Linked DNA regions of Mus musculus: region 2 is linked to region 1. The links are chromatin contacts, called in public Hi-C maps. All regions are on one chromosome and are shown on one strand. Each heading gives the region's core, a stretch centred on a gene start, on an enhancer-like site or on the middle of the called end of the contact. The rest is flanking DNA. Distances are from core to core; before and after follow the strand shown. Region 1 has its middle 40 kb from the start of Gm40533. Region 2 holds the start of Onecut1 (one cut domain, family member 1).

Evidence for each region. A called contact is a pair of places that touch in the nucleus more often than the background predicts.
Region 2: a contact with region 1 is called in a Hi-C map of liver, with 4 times the contacts expected there. The contact joins the promoter of Onecut1 here to the enhancer-like site in region 1. A contact is called at or near these places in 5 of 39 promoter capture datasets (embryonic stem cells, hippocampal neurons, liver and 1 more), 7 of 484 Hi-C or Micro-C datasets (all in liver), 4 of 115 datasets of contacts at active chromatin or transcription factors (hepatocytes, kidney and liver) and 1 of 9 other capture datasets (embryonic stem cells).

The regions. Positions count from the first base shown.
Region 1 is chr9:74,670,387-74,673,086 of GRCm38.p6, forward strand. No RefSeq gene overlaps it. Among named protein-coding and RNA genes, the nearest start is that of Gm40533, 40 kb to the right of the region's middle. Within about 2 kb of position 1,390, at least 3 of the 459 cell types and tissues checked have an H3K27ac peak or open chromatin away from gene starts, as enhancers often do. A contact at or near this core is called in hepatocytes and liver, where this site is marked.
Region 2 is chr9:74,860,525-74,863,298 of GRCm38.p6, forward strand. Onecut1 (one cut domain, family member 1) reads left to right here and starts at 1,397. Exons shown (of 2, transcript NM_008262.3): 1 at 1,397-2,774. The coding sequence starts at 1,773. It overlaps Gm33562 (a long non-coding RNA gene), which reads right to left and starts at 2,612. Exons shown (of 4, transcript XR_870924.1): 1 at 2,538-2,612.

The DNA of each region.
Region 1 (2,700 bases), core at 140-2,639:
TTTTAGTTGTCACTGTTAAGAGCTTGTTCTTCAGGTGACTCTGTTAGCCTCTATGAGCAGACCTGGAGGGTAGCACTCTCCTTAGTTTCAGTGGGCAGAGTATTCTCTGCAGGCAAGCTCTCTTCTTGCAAGGCAGGTACCCAGATATCTGGTGTTCGAACCAGACTCCTGGCAGAAGTTGTGTTCCACTCACTAGAGGTCTTAGGATCACGTGTGGAATCCTGTGTGGGCCCTTGCGGGTGTCAGGCGACTCAGCTGGCAAGGTAGCCGGGGCTCGAGTGGAGTGGAAGGGGTTTGTGCCCCAGATCAAGCCCGGGTAGCCTGCTTCCCTATGTACCGCAGTCTCAAGTTCCGCGCGATTGGATTGGGGCAGGCACTGTGATCCACTCACCAGAGGTCTTAGGGTCCCGTGGGGAGTCCCGTGTGGACCCTTGCGGGTGTTGGGCAAGACTCCTCATTTTATGATCTTGAGATTGAATCCTAAGCCTGTGTTTGCTAAACAAGCACTGTCCCACTGAGCTCCATCTCCAGCCCAAGAATACACTTAGTCTTATAATAATGCTGTTACCACAAAAGCTGTCAAGTTAATGAAGATGATAGATATGATAATAATTCCAGTCACATGTTTCTTGATGAATATGTAGATCAAAACAGGACATGTATCAGATAAGTAGATGTAATTATTACCTTTCAGTTAAATACAATAAAACTAAATTTTAAAAACCACTTCAAATTCATGGACCATGAAGAGTAATGTTGTAAGGTGACTGAATGGACAAGACACTTAGCATTGCTCAATTCTTGCTCAGACTTCTCTTTTAAGAGTAATAATTATTTGATTTATCTGACTTGACTGGCATTTTATATCCTAGCCATTCAAACTTGCCGTCTTACAGATTCAATGGAGACATTGCAGTCCTCTATGGTAGCATGTGATGCACAAGCTGATGGTAAGCTACTCTTCTGAGTGCTGACCAATGACATAGGCCACCATGGGGGGTCTGATAGGAGGCCAGGCTGGCAAATCCATTGCCCTGCAGGCATGTGGGAGCTGGGCTGCAAGAGAAAACAAGACTGAACAGTATACCCAGATGTTCTACCAAGAGCAAAGGTTGGAGCTAGGCATGCTTCACCAAGGTTAAATCAACACTGAACATAATTTGTTCCCTGGGCACCTTTATCATGATGAGCATCTCATGAATACATCATCTGAAAGTGGCCCAAAGTCTAAGGTACCGTCCTCTTCACCAGAAAGCAAATGTCAATGTTTTCCACGAACAGAGTCCAAATGCCAAACTTGAGAGGAAGCACTTGAATTAATATGCTAGTTAAGCAGCACTGACCTATCCCCCACATATGCTAAGCAAAGGGCACGGACTCTGGGCAGCTTCCAACCCACTAAATCAAAACCAAGTGTTACGCAGTTAGTGTCCCATAGAGGATCTGTCCCTTCCATGTTGTGTTTAATTTCCCAATGCTACTACCTGGAAAAGAAAGCAGGACATAACTGGTCAAAGGTTGTCAGAGTGCAGCAAAACTTGATAAGACCAATGGAGTTCTGCCCTTGTTTAGAACAGCAAAATGTCCCCGGGGATGGGGAGGGGTGATACAGTAAGTAAAGGATGTAGAAGACTCACAAAGCCGGAAGTGTATGTTAGACTTAGGGTTGGTGTGTATCAATCACAACATGCTATTCCCTCATGCTCAGAAGAGATTAATCATCTAGATCCAGTTTTGGTGCTTCCTCAGAGTTCATACACCAGGTTGGGTTTGGTCTGACCTGATCTCCATTCGTTGCTTTGCTAGAGTCTGGAGTGATTTGATGTGGTTTGGATTAATTGGTCGGTTGTGCTGGTTTGGTACTTTGGCTTGATCGGGTCTTATTTGGTTTGGTTTGGTTGGTCTGGTTTTTGCCTTCAGGCAAGTTGTTCCCTTGAACACAGTGTGGCCAAGGAACACAGGCGGACTGGATTTTCTTTGCTGCCAATGATTGTACTACAAGGTCAGCGTGTGAACAGTCCTCAATGATTGGAACTTCCCTTGGTTCAGGGAACAATCACTGAAGCTTCCAGTATCTGTTCCAGCTGAGTTAGGCAGACTGTGGTCAGTCTTGGGGCTCTGAAGTGTTGCAATGATGAGCAGAGTGTCAATTAGCCGACCAGTTTCAAGGCTGAATTCAATGTTACAACTCAAGCCTGCCACTTAACCATTTTAGGATCTAATCATTGTAAAACAAAAGTGAGCTGCCGTCAAACGACCATATCCGCAAATATGAAGTAATTTGATTAGTCTTTAAGAGATTTTTACATCAGTCAGTCAATTTAACTACCAAGAACTTGTCCAATGATTAATCCATGTGCTAGGAAAGCAAGAGGGGGAACTGTTCGCAGAAAGAGAAGGAACGAGGCAGAGCAGGGAGATAGGGAACAGGGGGAAGGACAGTGGGGGAGGAGAACACAGCAAAGTACATGTAAGAAAACACCATGGTGAAATCCATTACTCTATGCTAACCTAAGAAATTAATTAAAAGAAATTTCACCAAAAGTTCTTAAACATAGAGTTCATATGAATAACCTGATACAACAGGGGTGTAGGTAGATTTTTATGAAGAAAATCATGCACTGCTGTTTTATTGTTTCATTCTTCCAAATAGACGCAAACCTGGCCAAAGAAGAATAGTAAAACTGGGTGTAGGCCATC
Region 2 (2,774 bases), core at 147-2,646, 190 kb after region 1:
GCAGGCCTCAGACACTTTGTTCAGTAGCTGAGCCCTGAAAGCCCGCTCTGAGGCTATCTTTATTGTGAGCACCGCTAGCCCCAGGCTGAGACTCGGCGCTGACCCGGCCGTAACTGCCAAGGGCCTGACAATGGGCACATCTGTCCTTTCTCCAAGGGATAAAAGCACCTAAGCAGACAAGGCTCTGCCTTTTGTTACGGACTTTTTTCTTTCTTTCTTTTGTAAATAAAAGAAAGCCGCGGCATGTGGCGGCCGGGTGTGTGTCCCACACTGGGGGCCTCCCCACGCGTCCCCACCAGGCTGAAGGCCCGGGTTCAATTCCGGATTGGAGCGTGACTGTGACAGGGGCACAATTATGCCCAAAGCTGAATTGATTTTCAAATCTGGAGGCTTCTTGCAGGGACGCCAGGAAAAGGAAAGCGTCCCTGCGGTCCAAGCCGCTCGGCTCAGCCGCGTGCACTCTGCCTGCGTGGGGTACTTCTTCCAAGCCTCTAGGTTCTTTTCTAGAAAGGCTGTGGAGTAACTAAAAAACCAGCTCCGTCCCCCCCCCCCCGCCCCCTTCCATGCTAACCAGGCCCTCTCTCCTGTCTCCCTCAGTATCCCCCAAGCAGAGTTATCCAAAGTGGGAGAGCTATCTTAATTGGGAGCAAAGTGACAGACCTTCTTTGAGGTCTGGGACAGTGAGGGGTGGCCTCGATCTGAGTGCTCCTCACTGAGCACAGATTCCTGAGTGCTCCTCGGCCCCGGGCTCAGATGGAGAAAGGTAGTTCGAGGAGTACTTGAGAGGATCATGGATGGCAGTTCGGGATACAGCGTCCCGACCTAGGCCTTCAGGGTATATACACGTCCCAAGTCCCCGTAGGACAACTATTTAAGGACAGTGAATGAGTTGGTCTCCAGCGATCCTCTAGGGAATAAAGCCCAATGGGCGAGTGGGCTTTGGGCCATGACATAGTTTCTACTCCCCGCCGGTAACCTGTACCGGGAACTAGCAACTCAGACTCAGGGGCTCTGGTTCTCAAACCTAGCTGGCTCACGGTGACAGAAACCAGGCAAGAAAGTCCGGATGGAAAGAGAGAGGGAGGTAGTGAGGAAGACCAGGAGGTAGCAAGTCTCCGAGGACTGTGGAGGCGGCTCCAGGTCGCACTCTGCGCGCGTCCCGTGCACGTGCTCACTGATCCCGGGCCATTCGGCGCCGCTGAGAAAGCTCTGTCCCCCCCACCCCCACCCCACCCCCTCGGTTCATTTGTGCTGGGACGTCACGGAGCGCTGGGACCGAGGGGGCGGGGCCTGGAAGCGCGCATGCGCGCTACGCCCGGCGGGCGTGAGGGCGGGCAGCGGCAGCGGCGGCGGCTACGGAATCGCAGCCACAGTCTGCAACAGTAACCGAGCCATGGCTCGAGCTGGCGGGCGGCACAGGCAGGCAGCAGCCGCGGCAGGCGCACGGGCCGCGTCAAGGGAGCCTGGGGCAGCAGGATTCTAAGAAGAGGGGCGAGAGGGGGCCGGGCTGGGTGGGCTAGGGGTACCGCGCTCTCCCAACAGCACGGGTCCTTTTTGGAAATTAATATTAAAAGAAAAAAAAAAGACAGAGGGGAAGGTGGGAGCAAGAGAGAAGGCAAGACACACACAGAGAGAGCGAGAGACACAGATCCCCACAGTGAGAGGAAGAAAGGCCACAGTCGCAGGCAGCCGATGTGAAGACTGGACTCCTTGCGCCCCTCGCCGCCTCTGCCCGGCCACATCGATGTTGCAGCCCGCTCGCCCGCATCACGATGAACGCACAGCTGACCATGGAGGCGATCGGCGAGCTGCACGGGGTGAGCCATGAGCCGGTGCCCGCCCCTGCTGACCTGCTGGGCGGCAGCCCTCACGCGCGCAGCTCCGTGGGACACCGCGGCAGCCACCTGCCTCCCGCGCACCCGCGTTCCATGGGCATGGCGTCCCTGCTGGACGGCGGCAGCGGAGGCAGCGATTACCACCACCACCACCGCGCCCCTGAGCACAGCTTGGCTGGCCCCCTGCACCCCACCATGACCATGGCCTGTGAAACTCCCCCAGGTATGAGCATGCCCACCACCTACACTACCTTAACCCCTCTGCAGCCGCTGCCGCCCATCTCCACCGTGTCCGACAAGTTCCCTCACCATCATCACCACCACCATCACCACCACCACCCACACCACCACCAGCGCCTGGCGGGCAACGTGAGCGGTAGTTTCACACTTATGCGGGATGAGCGCGGGCTGGCCTCTATGAATAACCTCTATACCCCCTACCACAAGGACGTGGCTGGCATGGGCCAGAGCCTCTCGCCCCTCTCTGGCTCCGGTCTGGGCAGCATTCACAACTCCCAGCAAGGACTTCCCCACTATGCTCATCCCGGCGCGGCTATGCCCACCGACAAGATGCTCACCCCAAATGGCTTTGAAGCCCACCACCCTGCCATGCTCGGTCGCCACGGGGAGCAGCACCTCACGCCCACCTCGGCCGGCATGGTACCCATCAACGGCCTTCCTCCGCACCATCCTCATGCCCACCTGAATGCCCAGGGCCACGGACAGCTCCTGGGCACAGCCCGAGAGCCCAACCCTTCGGTGACCGGCGCGCAGGTCAGCAATGGAAGTAATTCAGGGCAGATGGAAGAGATCAATACCAAAGAGGTGGCGCAGCGTATCACCACCGAGCTCAAACGTTACAGCATCCCACAGGCCATCTTCGCGCAGAGGGTGCTCTGCCGTTCCCAGGGGACCCTTTCGGACCTGCTGCGAAACCCC